Regions from separate parts of the Mus musculus genome. Here region 1 is linked to region 2. Evidence: chromatin contacts called from public Hi-C data. All regions are on one chromosome and are shown on one strand. Each heading gives the region's core, a stretch centred on a gene start, on an enhancer-like site or on the middle of the called end of the contact. The rest is flanking DNA. Distances are from core to core; before and after follow the strand shown. Region 1 holds the start of Septin2 (septin 2). Region 2 holds the start of Dnpep (aspartyl aminopeptidase).

What was found. A called contact is a pair of places that touch in the nucleus more often than the background predicts.
Region 1: a contact with region 2 is called in a Hi-C map of CD8 T cells, with 6 times the contacts expected there. The contact joins the promoter of Septin2 here to the promoter of Dnpep in region 2. A contact is called at or near these places in 1 of 484 Hi-C or Micro-C datasets (CD8 T cells) and 1 of 9 other capture datasets (liver).

Annotation. Positions count from the first base shown.
Region 1 is chr1:93,475,311-93,481,968 of GRCm38.p6, forward strand. It overlaps Septin2 (septin 2), which reads left to right and starts at 3,683. Exons shown (of 13, transcript NM_010891.2): 1 at 3,683-3,758. It also overlaps a transcript of Hdlbp not described here.
Region 2 is chr1:75,311,881-75,318,752 of GRCm38.p6, forward strand. It overlaps Dnpep (aspartyl aminopeptidase), which reads right to left and starts at 5,137. Exons shown (of 15, transcript NM_016878.4): 1 at 5,011-5,137; 2 at 4,830-4,923; 3 at 4,661-4,749; 4 at 4,450-4,563; 5 at 4,065-4,190; 6 at 3,739-3,869; 7 at 3,465-3,540; 8 at 3,250-3,357; 9 at 2,484-2,561; 10 at 1,546-1,629; 11 at 525-685; 12 at 112-151; 13 at 1-13. The coding sequence starts at 4,923.

The sequences.
Region 1 (6,658 bases), core at 2,433-4,932, about 18 Mb after region 2:
CTGTCTCAAAAAAAAAAAAAAAAAAAGAAAAAAGAAAAAAAGTACAAAACATAAATCTAAATTTGTAGATATTTACTTAAAATCTTGTTACCAACAGCTTTGACTAATTTCTCAATTAAGTAATTACATAACATGTAAAGAATAACCATTTTGCCTCTACCTATGCTTAAATATGAGATTGTTTTGTTTGCCAAAGCATTATTTATAACTTTTTTTAAAGACCATCTTATCAAAACTCAACATGTAGCTGAGAGTAACAAAGCTTGAACCTTTGATCCTCCTGCTCCAACTGCCCAAGTGCTGGAATTACAGCTTTTTATCCTGTGCTTACACATACATTTATACAAATGTACCCTGGGTGGAATGACTATGTGGAGATGACCTAAGTCAGCAAAGGCACCCATAGATCAGTGACACCAAAAGACAGAGATTTAGAAGGCCGATAATCACTGTTTGTCAGCCCACTTGGAGTTTCTCAATACAATAGAAATGGTTCCAAACATTTGCTAAATTTGCTATCTGTAAGCTGATCAGTGTGAGCCACAGAAAGGAGATCCAACTGCAGTCTATTATGAATCATGCAACAGGCTATCACTAAAAAGCACAAGAGCCATGAAGAAAGAGAGAGATATAGGAACCAAGCCAACAGAGACCAGACCATGCCAGTGCCATAGCACCTTCGCTGTCTCAAAGAACCTGGGACAAGAACTAAGTGTGGCCACGACTCATCAAGAGTGTTGCATCTCTTTCTGTTCATCAGAGCTAACAGAGCTTCTAGAATCAAGTTAAGTATTAGGAGGCATAGTTATACTCTGTAGCCCAGGCTGGCCTTGAATCTCTACATCTACCTGATTAGCCTCCCAAGTGTTGGAATTATAGACACATACCTTCTACCATTTCTGGTGTGTAGCTGTTTCTTTTCAAAGGTTGCTTTTTATTTTATGTGAGATTTGTCTAAATACATATATTGGCAATGAAGAATCTATCTTACAAAGTATCATAGGTCATCTCAATGGTCATAATCCTGTCCAACCTGTCAGACTGAGAAGGTACTGAATATACACCATTAAGACATCTTCATACAATCTCAGCTAAGCCCTCTACCATTCAAGAAGTTAACCATATGTTTGTCCAATTCTCAACCTTTTGCTGTATGCCATTGGCTATAATATTATACCTTCCCTTCCCTACTCTTTCTGTTTACAACACTCCTTCCTGCCAACTCTACCTGGAAATACTCTGTAATCATTCTTTAAACTCCAGTTTCAGGACCATTATATTTTTGGGGGAGGAGCGGGGAGACAGGGTATCCTGTAGGTCAAGCAGACCTTGAACTCACTATGTAGAAGAGCTGACACTGACCTCCTGATCTTTCAATACACAGTGCTGATTACTCCACAATACAAAGCGCTGGATTACTGATTTACAATCACATTCTTTATGAAGGATTTTCAACAAGTAATCATAGTCTACTTCCTATCTCTTTTACATATTTCCACTATGGGCTTTGCAGTAAGTAATCATAGTCTATTTTCTATTTCTTTTATATACTCTCATTATGGTACAAATTAGCCTGCAAAATAAGCTTTCTTTCGCAAGTGTTATCTTCTACAGGAAATCATAAAGAGCTAGAAAAAAGGGAAAAATGATGTTTTTCTATCTCTGCACCCCCAGAATCCCTAACATGTGTGGCACTCGGCTCTTTAATGTTAAAGAAATGAGGTTATTAGGCTGATATTAGACATTTAGAAGGTCAAAATAAAACTAAAAGAAATGTACTTGAAAGCCTATTTGGCCACTGAGAAGTGGGCCTGCCCACAAGAGAGAGAGGAAAAAAATAAGGATCTGCTTGTGTGTGTCCCTGTCTATTCTGACCTGTCTGCCTCTTTCGGGTATTCTCAAGATGAAGTAAGTGTCTAAGCAGTGCAGGCCTCTAACCAACGCTACCAACAAAGCTTGGGTGCCATTGGAAATTACTTAACTGGTTTTCAAAAATACTATTTCTGAGACTGGAAAAGATATGCTCCATTATCTCTAAGTTTAAAGATGTCATAATAGGTTAAGAGTTGTTTTGAATCCATAAGTAGTAATTCACTTAAAAACAAAACAAAAGCCCAAAGCCCCTTTTAGAGCTACATTAAATGACTGCTTTTAAGTATCCCCATAGCTAACATAATTAACAAATTTAGCCTATGGGTACTTTAAATCTTCAAAACGTAAGCTTAAGCAATAGGTTTCACCCAGTGTTTTCCTATTCACACCCGATTCCATAATAGAAATTTAGCTTGTAGCTACTACTAGCTTCAAACAAAATTTTGTGACTGGTTTAACTGGGCTTCAGAAAGTTACTAAGAAAGTGGCTCTTTAAATGGACACCAACAAATATGTGAAGTCATTGTTTGAGAGCTTAAGGTGACTAGCAAAACCCAAAGCTGAAGGGCGAGCCAAGTTGTAAGTGAAGATTATAACCCTCCAATTTTCCCCATGCTTTATCCTTGTCTGTAAAGATAATAAAACCCAAGACAGTCTCCTTTGGTTCAGTTATATCGTATGCAAACACATGCCCAGTCGACCCTCCAATCTTCTAATTCAGACAGGATATGCAGTGTAGCCTCGAGCACTGGGATACTTTACTCAAAGTAATAACGCACAAAAAAACCACTCCCTCACAACAAGGCATGTGTCAGAACAGTTCGGAATACCGACACTGTGCATATCACCCACTAGGGTTGCGCGATTGCTGTTTCTTCTCTGGGGAGGTACTCTAGGGTGTTTTCCTATAGAAAGGCCTTGGTGAAAGGCCTAAGGTAGGAGTTTACGATCGCTGACCAGCCAGGGGACCTCCTGCGATTGAAGGGAAGGACAACCCGAGCCAGGCCGCAGCCCAGTACTGCACCTTCCCAGCCAGCTTCAAGCCGGTCGCAGAGAGCAGGGCATGCCGCAGATCTCTCCGCCCGCCCCAGTCTGAAAGAGGGTAGGGGGCCGTGCCGGCTCCGCCCTCCCCCGCGGGGCATGGGCTCACGACCACACAGGAAGGCCACGTCCCCAGGGACAGGCACCACTCTATGGTGTGCATGGGGGGGGGGAGACCCACGTGACCAGCACGTAGCCAATCCCGGGACGACAGCCCGCCATAGAGACGGCCGCAGAGGCGGCTAGAGATGCCCGCCGGCAAGTCACAAGCGCCCGCCTATCCCGGCTCGGTGTTCCTAGCTCGGTGCTGCCGCCATCTTCCAGGAGGAAAGGATAGAGGCAAAGGGCTCCCTCCCCTTCACTGCTCCGCACTCACGCTGCCACCTGCCCGCCCCCGGTCGTCTCTCGCTCTCAATGGACACCTTATTCCTCCTTAGTAAATATCCTTCCCACAACTCTAGTTTCCCATAAAGCGGAGAATCTCGTTACCTGCTCCTCTTTTATTAGCGTGAGGAATCCAAGCTCATAAGGTAGGAACTGTGGCGAAACAGGAACAAGACGCCATCTTGGTAAAGGAGAAGAGGCTACGCTTGACCTCCCCCCGCCCCCAGCCTCTATATGGCCAACCGCCGTGGGAGGGGCACAGCGCCTGCGCAGAGGCGGACGGCAGGATCGCGTCCACGCTTGCGCTCTGCATGCAACCGCGGAGGAGGGGACTACTCGGGGCCCAGGAAGGAGTTGGCAAGGGGCGGGACGGCGCGATGACGCCATCTGTTCGCGCGCGCTCTACTGGGCGGGGCAGGTCCGTGCTCTCGCCTGACGAGCGTTCTCCGGCGTGTGAGCGGGTAAGTGTGTGGCAATGTGTACCCACTGTCGCGCGGGCTCGAGTTGAGCTGGCTGTCCTGAGAAAGGGCTAGAGTTCTGCCCTCGCCCGGGCCGCCTAGGCGGTGATAACGGGTACGGAAGTGAGCGCGTGGGGGAGGGGCGGCCGCACCCTTAGTCCGGGGCTCCAGCGATGGATGCCTGGCTGGCGTCGTCCCTTCGAGGACAACTGGACGGGCGGCCCCCATCTGGGTGATCCTGCTGGCCAGGTCCAGGGCATTGGGGCGGGCGTGGCTGGGCCCAGTGAAGTTATGGCGCACAGTCCAAATACTATGTGGTGGAGAGTCGGGCGTTAGGTTCACATCTACGAAGCACTTGCGGGGCCATCTTCCCACGTAACGGTGCCATTTCGTCCTAGGGATGAAAAGGACTAGTCACCCTGGGATGTTAATGAAGTTCCCCAATTTAAGGCAGTGACAGGAGCGTTATGGAGTGGTTTGTCTGCTGTGGCCTTCCCCGAGGTAGTGCGACGCTAGACAAAGGGCTGCAGCCCTGTAAGTGACACGGGAAAGGGAGCATGGAGTGGAGGCCTTTGACTGAGAAGCCATGAAGTCTAACTCTGAAGCGGACCGCAGGCCCAGACCACGCCTGGCCCTTTTGTATCTTCCGGCCTCATTTGTTAGTGGCGCCTTGCCTTGTCCTGTACTACGTTTCCAGACTTTCAACACATAGAACTTCTAGTTCAGACCGTTGTGGTCTCTATGGCTGGTTTTAACCCAGTTTACTCCTCGTGTCTGGAGCGCAGTTAATCTCGAACATTCTCTGTCTAATGTTTATCTGTTGTGTAGTTCCTGTTCGCTGCTTGTTATTAGTTAGGACTCTCACTGGATTCGATATCCTTTAGACGGTTTAAGTGTTTCTCTGGCGTCAAATATTGGGGTCCCTACTGTCTATCAAGGGATTTAAGTTTTAGGTTTTCAACCGGGCGTGGTGGCGCACGCCTTTAATCCCAGCACTTGGGAGGCAGAGGCAGATGGATTTCTGAGTTCGAGGCCAGACTGGTCTACAAAGTGAGTTCCAGGACAGCCAGGGCTATACAGAGAAACCCTGTCTAGAAAAAAAACTTAGGTTTTTTGTTTTTTTTTTTTTTTCCTTAGTAGTGAAAATTGTTTTAGTATCTTAGATACATTTTTAAAATCCGTCTTGTTAACATAAGGAAAAACAGGAGTTTTGAAGAGGTCATAAAGGCTGTTTCTTCATGATGCTTCTAATTTGAGACTCCTTATTTTCAATGGCTTTTCTGGTAGTTGCCATTCAGGAATTCTTTGCAATACCCAGCATTCAAACTGTCAGTGTGTGCTGCTATATCTAATTTTGGGGATGATTTTTTTAGTTTTAAAAGTTGTCCTGATCCTTTTTTATCATTTTTCCACCTAGTGTCCCCCCCCCCCCCCCCTTTACAGAGCACCAGAGGTCAGTAAAGAACAAGAGCTTCTCCTTCTGGGTTTGCTGGGTAGCCTAGGGAAAGGAGGTGGGGCCTCCCTCTATTATCAATCGTGAATGTAATTAAGCTCCCTTTGTTTGTGGCTTGCTGCTCCAAGCTCCATTAAGAGTGTTGTCTTGCATAATGTGCTTGTACAGTCTTCAAATCTAAGAAATCTAAATGGCAAGAGAGTCTAGGCTCTTTGGATAAAAGCTCTTCAGGATCCTACACTGAGGAGTCTTTGGGGATTAGGGGTAATGTATACAAATGTAAAAATTTGTGTACATGAATGATGGGTCCTTTGAGTATTCCATTATTATAAATGCCACTTGCAAAAATGGGTCTTGTTCACCTAGTCATCTTTTGACTCATAATTGGGTGATAGTGTTACTCTCTGATATAAAGAAGCCGTGGGTCAAGTGTAAGGAACTTAATAACTTCTGACATCTGAAATATGCAATGTGAAAGAATAAAATTCTAGTTTGACTATATATCTTTGATATGGGGGATCTAACTGATCTTCGATCTGTACCTAGCAGTATGTTAATGGACAAGGTTTTCTCACTAAAAACCAAGTGCTTTAGAAATTCAGTATTCATCTTTCAGTTAACATTTGACATTACTAGGGATGTGTAGTTAGTTCACTTGGTCAAGTGCTTGCCCTGAATGCAAGATTTCTGGTTCCTTATTACATGTCCCGCCCCACCCCCCAAACAACAAAAACTAAAACCCCTTTTTGTTATGTTTAATACATTGTTAGAAAATCATTGAGACTAGAATACAAGTTATGTTTGGGTATAGGGTAACATTCATAGCCTAGCAATCTCTGTATTGAAGAATCATTGTATGTATTCTCCAATCTGTGCTTGTGTTGTGCATCAGGATGCTTATTATTTATTTATTTATTATTTTATTTATATGAGTACACTGTTTTCATACACACCAGAAGAGGGCATCGGATCCCATTACAGATGGTTGTGAGCCACCATGTGGTTGCTGGGAATTGAACTCAAGAATCTCTGGAAGAACAGTCAGTGCTCTTAACAGCTCAGCCATCTCTCCAACCCTCAGTACTTATTGAAAGAAAGGAAACTGATATTGGAAACTACTCTTCTTTCGTCTGAACTGACCTAGGACCTCAAAATGGCTGTGGACTTGGGTCAGTAAGCTAAGGAGATACAGAGATGTAGAAAGATACCCATGACATTTCCTGTACATGGTGGCTAGAAATAAATGACATAATAGTAGTGAAGGCAAGTCTCCACATTTTTACTCTCAAGTGTTTATCTTCCCATTATTTTATACAATACCTAAAGAAAGGAGACATACCATAGGGATTCCAGTTTAGAATCGAATTAATTATACCAATTTGGGAGAAACAAAATGACTTGATAATTTTAGGGCTTGTTTTTTTTTAATTCTGTATCTGTTCATAGCCAA
Region 2 (6,872 bases), core at 3,887-6,386:
TGATCACAGGACCCTGGCAAAAGTCCCAGAACAGAGATGATGTGAGGCCTGTGTGAACCACAGAGGCCAGAGTCGGCCAGGCCGCCACATCTTTGAGAAGCAGCATCTTACCTTATGGAACAAAGGCCGGTGGTTTTCTTCATGCTTGTCCCTGTGAGAGGTGATAAAGATCAGGATGGCACACTGTGGTGGGGGCTGTCAACAGCCACTACCCCTTCCAAGGCAGATGGCACTAATGGATCATGGCACTCTTTCCCACCTAGCCCTGCGTGTCCTCAAGGGCATCAGAACAAACGATTCAGGCAGATTCTAGCCATGAAAGGAAGCAAGGTCACAGACAAAGCTTACTTAATATATACACCCGGCTTAGGCAACACATGGCTTTGCATAAGTCTGGCCTTGGAATAATCAAATGGAAGACTCCTGAACCTCCCAGCAGATGGAGAAAGGCAGGCCCAGGAACTAGCCTGCAAGTGGGCTATGCCGCGTCTCTAGCATAAGTACTGTCTGGTATGAAGACTCACGAGTAGTTTGGGTGCACAGCATGGGCCATGTCTGCACTGATCATGAAGGACTTAGGTATGGCTTCCTCGAAGGCAGTCAGACGCTGAGGTGAGGCTGAGATGCGCCGTAGTATCAGCTCCGTCAGCAGGGACTGTGCTCCTTGTGCACTCTCTGACCCCACCTGGAGATGGCAGAGATTTGACTGTGGGAATCTGGACATGCGCCTGGACTGTAAAAGTGTTCAGGATGGCCCGGGATCCACCTGAGTCACTTGGTAGAGAGAAGTATCCTTAGAGACTCTCCTTTCTGAACATATGACAGTAGACTAGGGCCAGACTAATTCCCAGTCATTCATGGACTAGAAATAGCATTTACTGATGGAGGTTTCCACACTGGTCCCCCACATTTACACCCAGGGCTAGGCAGGTGTTAAAGCTATATAACTAACTACCCAGCTAGAGACAGCATTCCCAGTTTCCTTTGTAACTGAATGTGGCCACACTGGGTTCTGTGAATGTGAGCAATAATGAATTCCATTTCCAGACCACACTCTTGAAGACAAAGGCATCTATTCTCTCTGCCCTCTCCTTTACTGCTGACTGGGTATAGACATGATAGCCAGAGATGGAATAGCCAACTAGCATAATAGACCAGAGACCTATCCAAACCACTAGCTGACCCAGGGAGTTACATGAAAGAGAACATCTACCTGTCAAGCTCCACTATAGCATCTCAAGATTACAGCTAAACAACATAGCTGACAACCCGCTATGTGCCAAGCCACAGACCTGAAAGGATGACCTGTGTAGTGGCCCCATCCTTGGGGTAGGAATGCAGCAAGGTACACATAGAATACAGGCTATGGAATCCATTATAAAAATCTATGCAGGGCCAGGAGGGAACAAGTGCTATGGGAGCACTGGCAGCTCTCCTTCCTCCCTCTTTGGGGCCTCTAGAATGCCCTGGCTCGCTCTGAGTGTGGGCCACCAGGCAGTTACTGACTACTCCACTGAGGGACCTCTGCCCCAGCCCTCCACATACCTCTTCATTGTCGTAGAGTGTGACCATGCGCACATGTGGATCCCTGGCCAGAGAGGCAGGGGATGCACAGGAATCAATCAATGCCTAGATGGGGAGGAGACAGGCTCATTATCCCTGACCTTTGCTTCTTACAACTTTGTCTGCCAGGACCTGGGAGGGACATGCTGCCCTGCCAGGGAAGTGGGCTGGGCTCTCGCAACCTTTCTCTTAGGGTCCTGCCTGGCAGGTGGAGTAGGACCTTTCTAGTGGGATAAGTAAATCCATTCTCTGAGCATTTGCTCTCATACACTCCCATGCAGAAGGCAGGAGGATAATGTTGAAGACAGACTGAAACTATAAGTCCTGGGAGGCCAATGATTATGAAGATCAGTCAAACTGATGGGCTTCTGTTAACAGCTCTAGACATGTCCATGAACAACCCAGCTGGCTGGCTCAGAAGCAGACACAGGCCCCGGAGCTACAGTTACCACCCAAAGCCTATCTCCAGTCACAGACAGGCAGGGAAAGGCAGGTTAGAAAGCAGAGGAGGGGCAAAGGGTAGAAAGCTGAGAAACAGCCTGACTGGGGGAGAGAGACAGTGAAGAACATGAAGGTGACCAAGAGGTACAGACAGCCCTACTGAGGTCCCAAGGATCCCAAAGAAGGCTGGCAGGGGACAAGGAGGAGCTTTAAGTCAGAGGCAGAATGAGAGAAGCAGAAGAAAGTGAGAATTGTTTTTCATGGTGGCAAGGCCTGTTTTCAGACAGAGGTCATTAAGGAAAAGTAAAAGACACCATGGCACCCTGAACACTGTCAGCTCCTGGTCCCAGAGCAGCACAGTAATAGTGATGTCAAGGCTACAGTGCATGGGCCCTTCCCAGTGCCAACAGGGTGAAGGCCTGGCTAAGCAGCCATGTCTCCCCAGCTCTCGTGCTGCCTGGGCTGCTCTGGCTTCTCACCTGCAGGGCACAGAAGCAGCTGTGCAGATTGTCCAGTCGAGGAGCGAAGATGAACTCTTCATAGGCTCCACCCAGGACCTAGAAAGACAGGAGGAACACCTAAGTGCCCGGGCCCTCACCACTTCTCCCTGTTCCCAAGGGCCAGAGCAACTCTTGACTGTTGGCTCAGGAAACTATTCTTGCTGTTCAGCAGAGAATGAAGGCCAGGAAAGGGCATCCTACAGCATCTGACTTGTCTCAGAGGGGCAGGCCAAAGGAGGGCTAAGTGGTCAGTCACCAAAAAAAAGAAAAGCAGCCAGCGATGGTGGGGCACACCTTTAATCCCAGCACTTGGGTGGCAGAGGCAGGCGGACCTCTAAGTTGGAGGCCAGCCTGGTCTACATAGTTCCAGCATAGCCAGGGCTACACAGAGAAACCCTGTCTAATAAAAACAAAACAATGCCGACTAAAAGGAAGAAAACAGCTAACACAAACATAGGACCAAGGAGCCAAAGACTAGCAGCTCCCTACTTAGCACTTGGAAGGCACCAGGCCTCTTGCCCTCAGAGGTTCAGAGCAGACAGGGGCCATGTCACACATCACCCCCAGTCTCAGTAGGACGGTCTTCTGGGGAGATGCTCTGCTTATCTGGGAACTACTGAAAGCAGAGGAAGTGCCACCAACTGGGAAGAACAAGGATGAGACTAACTGAGGAGCTTCGGGGATATGCTATGGCTGACAGGGACCCTGGAGGACCCCACCACGAGGGCCTACAGCCACTCCTTACTGCAGGCTGGGTGTCTGCCAGGCAGAGCTCCATCTCCATGATGCTGTCAGGACTCAGGCCCAGATGGGTACAGAGCAGGGACATGAGGACCGAGTGGTGCCGCTCATCCTGTAAGGCAGGGGATGTTGGAAGGTGGACCTGCTCATCCTTTGCCCCTCTAGGGGACTGGTCTGCTCCCCTCTGCCCACCCTCTCCGGGCCAGGGGAGCTTCTTACAGTGGCACCGAGAGGCCCTGGTTCAGGAGTCCCTTTCTCCAGCTCTTCCTGAACTGCTGTGGCAAGAATAGGGACTCTGTGGGGAAATGGGTTGAGAGAAGGGAGAGGGACAGCCATGAACTTCTAGTCCTCCGACTGATTCCCAGCGCACTCCCCAAATGGATAGAACTGGTTTCCAAACGTGGAACTTGACCACTAAGGGGTGGTCCTCTGTTCCCCAGTGCCATATCCCACCCTCACAGCCATCACAACCCTGGCTCGAATGTGGACTCACAGGTGGATCTCTGTGTTGGGCCCAAAGTTCTCATTGATATTTCGCTGCAGATGGATGGCCAGATGTGGGATGCGCAGGATGGGCCGTTCTATATGGACGAGCCTCTGCTCCAGCCGGCCTGAGGTAGGGCACTGTGGCCAACCGGCCAGGTCAGAACTGGGCACCTCCCAAATCCAGCTGATAAAATCCCTTACTAAACCCAGAATAATCATGTCCCCTCTTCCCCACGAGGACTCTTCACTGGTACACTTAAGAAATGGGAAGACATTCAAGCTTCAGGCTGCCGGAAGTGAGAGCCTCCCCAGTTCCTAGCCCCTCGATACCACCTTGATAATGACGCGTCCAGCCAAGGTCAGGTCCCGGTCGAACCATGTGCTCCAGATCCCACCGCCGTAGGTCTCAACACCGACCTGGTGGTAGCCCACCTGGCTTCGGCGCGATTTGCGTTTCACCTGAGCGTAAGAATGAGAAAAAAGGGAATGTCTGAAAGACAACATCTGGAAGGGAGACTCAGGCAGTAAGTTATACAGAGCAGATAGCACATCAGTTGACAGCTGAAAGTGTATGTGGGGAACATGAGAGCATGGGGCGGGTCTACCTTCTTCCCGGGACCTTGGGATAGGGCCTTGCAAACTCTACCTCCAGGATCTCTTCTTCCCAACCGCCCCCCCCCACACCTCCCTTCAGTCCAAACAAGTCCTAACTTCTTACCCTGAGACAGGGACTGTCCGTGTGGGCCCCAATGAGGCTGAAGCCATTGCCAGGAACATACTGGCCCCCCACAGCAAAAGCAATGATGGAGGAGGAGTTTCTGGTTAAGAAGTACTGGGGGAGAGAGTTGAAAGACAGGGGCGTGAGTTGCTTTATGATCCGGGACACAGGCCTTTGCAATAGTGTCTGCCCCCACGCTATCCCTTAGTACCTTGTTTTCTGGTACGATATCCCAGCCCTCTGTTTCCTTGAGTTCACGGAAGCCAGCCTGGAGGAGGCGGCTGCGGCACTCAGCCACGACTGTAGGAAAAGGGCTCTCTCAGCGATGGAAGTTGGTCAAGTCACTCCCACTCCTAGCCTCCCTAACCCTGGTCACCTACCGTGGAAAGGAGAGGGACTCCGGTTCACGAACTTCAGGAGCTCTCGGGCTGTGGCCTGGATGGCCTCTTTCCGAGCCCTGCCGTTCATAGCCATCTACAGGGAGAAGTGGAGAGTTCAGGTGGCTGCCGGGTCTAGGATCCCTCTTTCAGCCCCCTAGAAATGAGAGCCCCAAGGCTCAACCTCTGCTTCCGAGGACTTCACTGGCGACAGATGTGGATTCCTAGCTCGATCGCTCTCGGCTCAAAGGTTCAGTCCCAGGGCAAGAGGACCTCCACCCAGTTTTGTCCCTGGAGTACAGGATCGGAAAGGCCCGCCCCCTAATCAGATAATCCACGCCCCGCCCAGCTAGGAAATCCCGCCTCCAAGAGGACCTCAAAGCTGGAAAGGCCACTAGCCGGCGCGCCACCGTGTCCGGAATCAAAGCACCACTACACCTGTCCCTTAGCCCCGTCAGTCACTAGACAGCCCTTCCGGCTCCGGGAAGGTCAGGCCACCTCGGAGGGTTTCAGTTTTACTTTGAAACCGGAGTACGCCCGTGTCAGCGCCGCCTTAAGCTTAGCTCCGAAAGGGCGCGCGGCCTGCCACCGAGCCGAAGTGGAGGCGGGACCGGCAACAGCAACACACCTGCATAGCCCCACCGCACTCCGCTCCAGGAGCCGGACTCCGGCCCGCCCCTGACGCTCCGCTCCTCCCTCCCGGATCAGGCCTCGCCTTCGCCGAGCTGTGGGCTCCGCCTCTCGTCAGGCCGCACCGGGACTCCGCCTCTACCAGGCCTCGCCCCGCCCCCGCTGCTCCGCGAGCTCCGCCCCTGTCAGGCCTCGGTCGGGTTCCGCCCCCTCCCGCTACTCGCTCAGCTCCCGTCAGGCCTGGTTCCAAACACGCTGACTGCTCTGTGCCAGTCAGGCCGCGTCCCGCCCTCACTACTCCGAGAGCTCCGCCCCTGTCAGGACGCGTTCCGGTTCCGCTCCCGCCTCACCGACCCGCCTTCCTCCAATCAGGCTGCGTTCTAACCACGTGGACTAGTCAGCTCCAGTCACACCGCGCCCCGCCCCACTGTTCCACTAGCTTTGCCCCGTTAGGAGCCACGTCTCATGACCCGCCCTCATTGCGCCACTAGCTCCGCCCCGTCACGCCTACTCTCCAGACCTTGTCTCCGCTGTCCGGGCTTCCTTGGCAGGCCCCGCCCCTGATGCCTCTCTCGCCCCGCCTCCATCAAGTCGAGTCCTCCAGGCGTTGACCCCCCCCCCTCCGCCCTTTCCTTTGTCAGCGGCCTCGAAGCCGCTGCGAGGCGTTCCGCTCCTGGAGCACCCTCAGGCAGGACGGCCCACCGCGGCGGCGGCAGCGCGCTCTAGCGCCCCGGTGGTGTTAGCACAGCCGCTGACTTCCATGAGTTTATGTTATGATAAACGTTATCGTATGTAATTCTCACAATTTTACTGTCAGCATTTTGTAGACAACGGAATTATGAGAGTAATCTGTCTCTAGTTACAAATGGATGGCACAGCTGGGCTTATGACTCCATAAATTAGTGTGCAGAGCCTAGAACAACTGCAAGAGACTTTCGTAGGCTTTTTTCTATCCTCTTTGGTTAAATGTTATGCTACTTAGTAGGTCTCAGAGGAACACAGAAGTCAGTGACCTTTTCAACACAGCTGTTTGGGTGGCCCTGAGGTTTGATTCTGATACTCATGATTTTTTTTTTCTTTCAGACAGGATTTCAGTTTTGTTCAGGCTTTTCCAGAGCTCACTATGTAGCCCAGGCTGGCCTCAAATCCATGGCAATCCTGCCTCAGTCTTGCAATTGTTGGAGATACAGGCATGAGCCGCCCCTACTGGCTCTTTCTACTCCTTAAAGCAGTTGAGGGGGGCAATTCCAATATTATGTTTCCATGTCAAGAATGTTGAATAGCAATCTTAAAACTCATCCATACATCGATGGATCAGGACTCTTGTGGCTTTGAGGTTCAAAACAGAGTCGACCTACCATGAGTGTAAAAATAGTCTTTCCAGGGATCACAGGTCTCTGGGGTGGGGGTGGGGGG